Linked DNA regions of Capsicum annuum: region 1 is linked to region 2. The links are chromatin contacts, called in public Hi-C maps. All regions are on one chromosome and are shown on one strand. The core of a region is the stretch at or near the end of the contact, and the rest is flanking DNA. Distances in the headings are between cores, read along the strand shown.

Region 1 (4,894 bases), core at 1,850-4,349, 240 kb after region 2:
TAATTTTTGGGCTCATCAGTGGGCTTCCCATTTTATGGACTTTAAGTCCATTTTCCTACAATGTATATCAGTTGTATACAGACTGTATATCAGTTTTACTGATGCTGCGTTTTTGTATATCTGGTGTATACATGACTGTATTTCAGCCACATATGCATATGCTTTGGTCTTCCACCTGTATTAATTTACATCTTTGGTTTCGAGTCCCCAATGAATAATTAAATAAATCGATAAATAAATAAATAAATGAATACGATAAGTAAAGAAAAGATTTGAAACTTTTAAATTTTTTTGGCATCTTTGTAAATGAGTTTTCACTCCATTTTCTTCTTCTCGCGGTGACTTCTTCCTTTTCCAAAGATAGTTGACTCAAAAGGATAGGCCGCATTGGAACATTATGAAATGCGTAGGGGAAAAGAGTCCATGTAGGACTCGAGAGTATCCACATGCGAAAGAAAAGAAATAAAGCAATTAATATATTGATACCTAACATATAAATAATAACATAAGGCACTGACATAAAAAGAAAAAAAAAATTATTTCATTTTTACATGAAATATTTCAAAACTTTAAAACAAACAACACAAAATTTTATATTAATAAATAAAATTTTAACAATACATCCAAGTTAATCCATTGCTAACAAGTGACTACTATATTATTAGCTAAAATTAATCCTTACTTTTTATTAATAATAAGTATATAAAGATAAAAGGTTAAGTTAATTCAAACATACCACATTAAAAATAGCTATTAAGCCGAAACAAACAAGACAGACCTAAATTATAAGAGCAGTATTTCTATGTGTATGTTTATATATGTAGGTTTTAGGCCACTAATTTGAATAAAATATCCCTGATAAGTAGGCTAAAAGAGGAAATCACACTTTTCGACATATCATGAATATATGTACGATAATCAAAATAAAAGAAAACAAAATAGCCAAAATACCATAAGAAAGATTATATGATTTTTCTTGGCTCTATTAACCATAAAAACATAATCTAAAATGACATTTTAGAAAAGAATTTTAACTACTTGAATAACATTTAAATGTTAAATGTAGCGAGCTAAATCAATGACGAGTACCAAAATAGTAAAAGAAAATGCAATAACTAACAATCCGTCAAATCCTTTGAAAACAGTCACTTTTAACAACTGTACCTAAGCCCTTCAAGGCCGTCTACAGCTATTCTCAGCCAAAACAAAAAATAACTAACGAAGCCAAATAATCAACACTAAATGGAATGAATTATTACCTGTTTTGGAGATTTGAATAAAATATTCCTGATAAGTAGGCAAAAAGAGGAAATCACACTTTTCAACGTATCATGAATATGTACTATAATCAAAATAAATGAAAACAAAATAGCCAAAATACCATAAGAAAGATTATATCTTAATTTTTCTTGACCCTATTAATCATAAAAACATAATGTAAAATGACATTTTAGAAAGAATTTTAACTACCTGGAATAACATTTAAATGTTAAACATAGCGAGCTAAATCAATAACGAGTACCAAAATAGTAAAAGAAAATGCAATAACTAATACGTCAGATCCGTCAATCCTATGAAAACAGTCACTTTTGACAACTGAACCTAAGGCCTTCAAAGCCGTCTACAGCTACTCCCAGCAAAAAAAAAGCAAAAAAAAAAAATAACTACAGAATAAAGAAAATGGCTAAAAGTCCTCCAATCTTTACCTCAAATTCCAAATACACACCTATAATTCACGGGAGTCCTATCACTCCTGAACTATTTAAAAATGATATTATTACCTCCATAAATGCTTACGTGGCAAAGAAAGTGAATCTCACTCTCCTTGAGAGATTGAGCACCGAAAATAAAAATAAAAATTTTATTTTTGCATTTCTTTTATATATATATGCATTCCTTTATTCCTCTTTTTCTCTCCATTTTCTTTTCCTTCACCCTCTTCATCTTTCTCATTTTCATCTTTATTTTTTTATCTTTATTTTCATTTATACTGCAAACCCCACATTTTTCTCACCATTAATTTTTAATTATCATTTTTGGATCCACTGATTTCTCTTTTTTGTGAAGAAGGATAAATAATTCCAAGTGTTTTCGCCGGAACGGCTTCACAATCGATGGAGCTTGTCCGGCCATCAGATCAGTTTCAAAATAAACATACCAGTGATACACACCAACTCCATAAACAATTACACGCATATTCATCTCACAATTCTCAGAAATTAGAAAAAATCAAAGCGATGCTTGGTGTAAGTTCAAATGAAAAGTGGGAATTAGTTCAAAAAATTATGTCTCATGAGGATTTCGGATCGAGTGAAACGATTTCAAGCCATGAAATTAATATTATCTCTCAAAATCAATATTCATATTTAAACTTTTTTTTTTTTTGCACTATTTCAGCATTAAGATTGATTTTTGAGTTGTGCGGTTTCTTGATTTTGTCTGTTTTAGCATCAAGATTGGATTTTGAGTTGTGGGGTTAGTTGAAATTGTCTGTTTAAGCATCAAGAATGGATTTTAAGTTGTGTTGTTTTTTGGGTTTGTCAACGATGATGAGACAAATGTCGGAGAAGTATTGAAGGGGATGGGAGAGTGATTTTGTGAGGGATATTGAGTTGTTTGGGTGGGATTTTATTGAGGGTTAATTGAAGTTCTGGATTCCATGGATAAAGTGTTTTCATTTGAGAAGATGTTTAAATGGGCCTTGAAAAATAAGAAAAAAGTAAGATAAAAATAATTTTTTTATATCAAAAAAATAACAATATTACGTGGAATTAGTTGATAGGCGTGTGCATAAAATAGTTCAGGGATAATAGGATAATAGGACTCGCAAAATATAAGTATGTAGTTCGAATTTGGGTAAAGATTGGAAGATATTTGACCATTTTCTCCCACAAAATATAAAAACGAAGCCAAATAATCAACACTAAATGAAATAGATTATTACCTGTTTTGGAGCAGCGAAACAAACCACAAGCCTACCGTAGCAATCCCCACGTGAACTCGGAAACTTCAAGTACACAGCCAAAAAGAAAATTACCTATTTTTTTTTTACTAAATCTGTTCTACTGTCCTGTCCTTCCTTTTTTTCATGGAAGCCCGAGCTCCTCTTTATAGTTGAAATTTTTTTTGGGGAATTTGAAAAATAATTGAAAAGGGATCAAACATATCCCGTAAATTTGGATTCGGATTAAATTTTGAAGTTACAGGACACACAATTTTGAGCCAAAATCAACAATGATGGCTCTAGGCCAACAAAATTCAGAGATAAAAGATAAAAAGAGAGATTTTCGTGATTTTTTTTTTTTGGATCTGTTGTTGGAATTGTTGAACGCCATTACTATGGATCGTTGATGATATTATATATTTTTTATTTTTTTTGTTGTCGTGATATTGCTGCTGATAATGATTGTTGTACGCTGTCTAGGGGTAAAGGAAAATGGTATGGGCCGGGTCAGCGGTGGTGTTGGGTTGTTGCCTTGGGCTGGTAGTAAATAGAAAAAGAAACTGGAAAATGGTTTTGGGCTTGTTGTTATTTTTGTATGAAAGGGGAAAAAGGGGTAGTGGGCTGTTGTTATTGGGCTGCTGGAGCAGTCCAAAATTAATTAGGATTAGGTTGTTTTGGGATATTTTTAATTTAGCCAATTTAATTTAAAATCTAGCCAAAACAAAAATTATCAATTATATCACAATTTAATGAAATTCAATTATGGCCAAATTTAATTAATTGACTAAACTGAATCAAAATTCAAAAATAAATTAACAATTAGTTCAATCCCGAGTTTCTTGATTTAATAAAATCAAACACTTATTTTTCCAAATAGATTATTTCAAAAATAAATTATATGTAAATCAACATTTTAATCATTTAAAGTTACTTAAGGATAAGCCTTGATTAAAATTCAATTTCATATTTTTTTTTTATAAAAATAAATATTTAAGTCACAAAATTATAAAATTTCGTATAATTGGATACGATAATATATAATCGCTACTTAAAATGATAAATTTGTCCAAATAAATACATTTGATAATAAATTATATTAAAATCAATATTTTAATAATTTAAATTTATTATTTATTATTATTATTATTATTATTTTGAAACAAGCTTTGATTAAAATATGATATTTTGTAAAATAATTATTTAAGTAACAAAATTATATAATACATAATCTTTGCTAAAAATGACAAAAAATGCCCAGATAAACACTTTGAAAAGCATTTTTAATTCGGATAAAAATAAATGTTACAATTTATTTAAAATCGAAGAAATTCAAGATTAAACTTAGTCTTGGAGGACAAAAATTAGGTGTCAACAGATATAATATGAATAAATGTATCAATTAAATTAAATAAATTATAGTTTTAGAATTATATGTAGTATGTATAGTGTTAAAATTAAATGGAGACTTTTTCATCATTTATCAGTATCTTTTTTTTTATTATTTTATTATTAATATAACACTCTATCCGTTTTAATCTATTGAAAAGGACTCTATCCGTTTTGATTTATTGAAAAGGAGAACACCTCTTTATTTTTGATATTCTTTTAATTGATTCTGTAAATTTAAAGAGTATTTTGATACATTATACATATTTTTAGCCTATTAATATAAGATTTAATTTTTATTTTTTTTTAAATTGTTACAGTTCAATATCAAATCAAAATCAGACAAATAAATAACACTGACTAATTAAATTCTTTTCTCCAAGTATGAACTAAACGTGTCAATTATTTTTATATCAGTTAAATCCCATTGTAATTTATTATTTCATTGAAATATATTAATTAAAAGTAATCTCAAGTCATAGTTCAAAACTATACTCATCAATAATCTTATATTATATAATGGACTAAATTTTAAATAAGAAATTCAACTTTGGTTTGATATAA
Region 2 (4,865 bases), core at 2,289-4,788:
GTATATGTTTTATAAATTAGTATATAAGTATATCTATATATATTGTAGTGTATATATAATGTAGTAGATTTTATAAGTAGTGGTATATATACATTGAATGGTGCGTATACATAGAATAGAGTGTATATATGTGAATAGATCTTCTATAGACGTGTATATTTAACGTATACATGTGTATATGTTTTATAAATTAGTATATAACTATACAAATATATATTGCAATGTATATATATTGTAGTATATCTCATTTCAAGTATTACATATACATAAAATAGAGTGTATATATGTGAATAGATCTTCTATAGACGTGTATATTTAATGTATATGTGTGTATATATTTTATAAATTAGTAAAGAACTATACAAATATATATTGTAATGTATATATATTGTAGTATATCTCATTTAAAGTATTACATATACATAGAATAGAGTGTATATATGTGAATAGATCTTCTATAGACGTGTATGTTTAACGTATACATGTGTATCTGTTTTGTAAATTAGTATATAACTATACAAATATATATTGTAATGTATATATATTGTAGCATATTTGATTTAAAGTATTACATATACATAGAATAGAGTGTAATATGTGAATAGATCTTCTATAGACGTGTATATTTAACGTATACATGTGTATATGTTTTATAAATTAGTATATAACTATACAAATATATATTGTAATGTATATATATTATAGTATATTTCATTTAAAGTATTACATATATATAGATTAGAGTGTATATATGTGAATAGATCTTCTATAGACGTGTATATGTAACGTATACATGTGTATATATATATATATTGTAGTATATTTTATTTAAACTTTAAAGTTTAAAGTAGTATATATATATTTGGATGGTGCGTATATATGTGTAATTGTGTATATGTGTATATATTTTTTAAATTCTAATGTAGTATATACTATATATATAGTGTATATATATTGTTTAACGTATTTATAATGTATATAGCTGGGTATATATAATGTATATTGAAAAAAAGTTTTTTTTTTTTTAATATTTTTGACCGGTTTTTTAATCGGATTTGATCGGATTTAGGTGGATTTGACCGGGTTGGGTTAAGTGGGTCGGGTTAGGGTGATTTTTTATTTTTTTACTGTTGGGCCCGGCCCGGCCCGGCCCACTTAGACCCCAACCCAGACCCGGACCGGCCCTCAACCCGGTTAAATAACACGGACCGGTTCCGGATTGGCCCGGCCCACTTGACAGCCATAGTTTCGACTTAAAAAAGTTAAAAACTAAAAGGTCAAATTCCTAACTTATTTTTTTTGGTTTTAAGTCATTTTAATTTGATCAATTAAAAGACATTTTTGTCCCTAAAAAATATTCCTTATGCCAAAATTACCCTTGTGTAGCTCCAAAATAGGTTTTAATGCTTGTATTAATTGAATATTTTTTTTTTTTGTTTATATGACGAATTTAACTTTAACTATATTAGTACTTCTTTTGTATGAAACTTCTAATTTATGAATTATGAATTTTTATATATTATTTTCCTTCTTTAATAAATCCTTTTAAATTTGAACAATTATTATTGCACAAATATGAATTTCTCTAATAAAAAAAATAATTCATCGACCAAAATATATTGAGAATATTCATTGAAGATATATAACTTCATAAACGCTTAGTGAATGATCTATCTATACTTCACGATGCGACATTCATATTCGCCAATGTTTTAATAGTGATAGTCATTACTCAATCGACGAGTAATATATTTTCTAATTAAAAGTCTTTTTATCAAACAAATAGTATCATTTGTGATCAACTATTTATCCATTAATGTAATTATAATGATTAGTAACATATATATTTAATGATTTAAACTTTTTTAACCAAAAAGAAGTTTTTTAGCGCACAAATTAATATTCGTTCAAAAAAATATTATATATATATATATATTAAAATATATATTAATTTTAATTTGAATCATTTTAGAAATAAAAATTAATAATAATCAACTCTATATATTATTAACAACTTTAAGGGTATTTCAAGTATTTTGACCAAAAAAAAGTGTTTAAAAGCACTTGTTTACTAAACACATCAATAATTTTTTTTCAGTTTCAGCACTTTTATCCAAACACGTAACTACTTATTTTTAAAATAAGTTCACCACTTTCAAAAGCACTTTTAAAGAATTTTTTAAAAGCCACTTTTTTCAATTTATCCAAACGAATACTAAAAGCCATTTTTTTCAGTTTATCCAAACGGACACTAAATCTACGAAGTATTTGTATGTACTTTGGATTAATGGTTTGTTTGTGTCAGTAATTATAATGGTTGATCTCTAGTACTGTTCAAAAGCACTTCAAAAGTTTAAAAACAACAAAAAATTATTATCACTTAAATTATTCAGAAAATTTGGATAATAACTTTAATTTATTTCAAGAAAGATACTACTCCAATTTGTAATATTATTTTTCACTTTGAAAATAAAAAATAAAAAAATTACTTTCACATCGAAACATTGCCAAACACCTACTATATAAAACTGAAAAAAGTTCAATTCATCCAAAATAATAGCCTGCTCAGTCCAATTTCTAAAATTCATTTATTCTAAGAAGTATTTTAAAAAAAAATTACTTTTAGTGAGAAATAATTTATATCTGATCAATAAATTTTAAAAAATATTTTTGAACAATAATTAGTATTTGGTCAAGTTTTTAAAAGTGTTTCTAAGTATATATTCTCAAAAGTGTTTTTCAGATAAGCTATTTTTTTAGTTTATGAAAAATGTTTTTGGTACTTATTTTCTTTCAAAGGTTTAGTCAAATATCTCACATTTTAGAAAAAAAAAAAAAGAAGCAATTTTGAGGAAAAATAAGCTTGGGCAAACATCATATACAGCTCTAATTTTTTAAAAATGATCTTTTTCTTAAACAAAAAATGAGAAAAATAACATAAACACGCCTTAACTTATCATATTTATTCAAATCGTCATCCTTACAAAATAATTACAAGAATATCAATTAATTATGTATTTTGTTGGATTTATTAGAAGCTAATTATGTATCTCGATAGATTAAAAACTAATAAAATATATCGAAAACTTATGATATATCTTTACAAAGAAAAAACATATCTTCGTTGGATATATTATGTATCTCGAAAGATCTAAAAAAAATAAAAAATATCGAAAGCTATTTATATCTTTACAAAAAAAAAAATATTTCTTCGTTCAATGTATTGAAAGTTAACTATGTATCTCGATAAATTCAAAATTGAGACTTTTAATAACTTTACAAAATAACAAGATTAAGGTCCAAAGTGTCGGAATTTATGTTTGTACTCTTTCTTATTTTAACACTAACATGGTCAAACACCTACTCTCTTAGTTACATTTGATAACACTTTCTAATCTATATGTTGATTGAATTCTTTAATAATGTCAATAGACGCATACTGAGTTTGTCAAAATTAATGTATTTTTGGAGAATTTAATATGAGTGGGGCATCGAATACGGAAAGTTAAGCACAATTTAGCTTTGACTAAAAAGGAAAAGCCATCACGAGTATTATGTCAGACTGGAAAAAGTACAATCTATCCAAAAAAAAAAAAAAAAAAAGGTTTGTATATTCATCCTAACAATAGTTATCAGTTCTCCTGTACACTCATACATTAAAAAAATAGAGCAAAAACATCAATGGAAGAAGACAAAATCACCAACACCATTGAACTCCAAGACCCTTTAGATTACCCAAAACAAGCATGGACACATTTCCAATTAGTCCATCAAAAATCACCATTAATCCAATGTATAACAAACTTTGTTTCAATGGATTTCATGGCCAACACTTTATTATCTGCTGGTGCATCACCTGCAATGATTCATTCAGTTGATGAAATCCCTGAATTTACTCCTAAGGCACTTGGAGTTTGCATAAATGTTGGAACACTTACACCTGACTGGTTACCTGGTATAAAGCTGGCTGCACAAGTGGCAAATCAGTTCAAGAAACCTTGGGTTCTTGATCCTGTTGCTGCTGGTGGATCAAGTTTTAGGTTGAAGGCGTGTTTGGAGTTGCTTGGTTTGAAGCCTAGTGTTGTTAGAGGCAATGCTTCTGAGATACTTGCTCTTTTTAAAGGTTGTGTAGACTCTACTTCCAAGGTAAGACAATGTGAGGTCGTATGGTAGCTTGTTAGAATTTTGCAGGTACTAGTTATGCGCATATTAGTTATGCATGTATTAGTTATGATGATTCAGTTAGTTGATGAAATGCCTGAATTTACTCCAAAAGCCCTTGGAGTTTGCATAAATGCTGGAACACTTGCACCTGACTGGTTACCTGGTATGAAGTTGGCTGCACAAGTTGCAAATCAGTTGAAGAAACCTTGGGTTCTTGATCCTGTTGCTGCTGGTGGATCAAGTTTTAGGTTGAAGGCGTGTTTGAAGTTGCTTGGTTTGAAGCCTAGTGTTGTTAGAGGCAATGGGTCTGAGATTCTTGCTCTTTTTAATGGTTGTGTTGATTCAAATTCTAAGGTAAGACAATATAAGGTCGTGTGGTAGCTTGTTAGAATTATGCAGGTATTAGTAATACGGTTATTAGTTATGCGTGTATAAGTTAAGCACGTTTTAGTTATCCAGGTTTTAGTTATGTGCGTGTGAGTTATGATGATTCATTCAGTTGATGAAATGCCTGAATTTACTCGTAAAGTCCTTGGACTTTGTATAAATGTTGGAACACTTACACCTGACTGGTTAGCCGTTATGAAGTTGGCTGCACAAGTGGCCAATCAGTTCAAGAAACCTTGGGTTCTTGACCCTGTTGCTGCTGGTGGATCAGGTTTTAGGTTAAAAGCGCGTTTGGAGTTGCTTGGTTTGAAGCC

Evidence for each region. A called contact is a pair of places that touch in the nucleus more often than the background predicts.
Region 1: a contact with region 2 is called in a Hi-C map of bud, with 2.7 times the contacts expected there. The contact joins the enhancer-like site here to the promoter of LOC107871248 in region 2. A contact is called at or near these places in 3 of 5 Hi-C or Micro-C datasets (bud and leaf).

The regions. Positions count from the first base shown.
Region 1 is chr5:213,280,857-213,285,750 of UCD10Xv1.1, forward strand. No RefSeq gene overlaps it. Among protein-coding and RNA genes, the nearest start is that of LOC107871249, 20 kb to the right of the region's middle. Within about 2 kb of position 3,100, at least 5 of the 5 cell types and tissues checked have an H3K27ac peak or open chromatin away from gene starts, as enhancers often do. A contact at or near this core is called in bud and leaf, where this site is marked.
Region 2 is chr5:213,042,510-213,047,374 of UCD10Xv1.1, forward strand. It overlaps LOC107871248 (hydroxyethylthiazole kinase), which reads left to right and starts at 3,539. Exons shown (of 2, transcript XM_016718130.2): 1 at 3,539-4,146. The coding sequence starts at 3,682.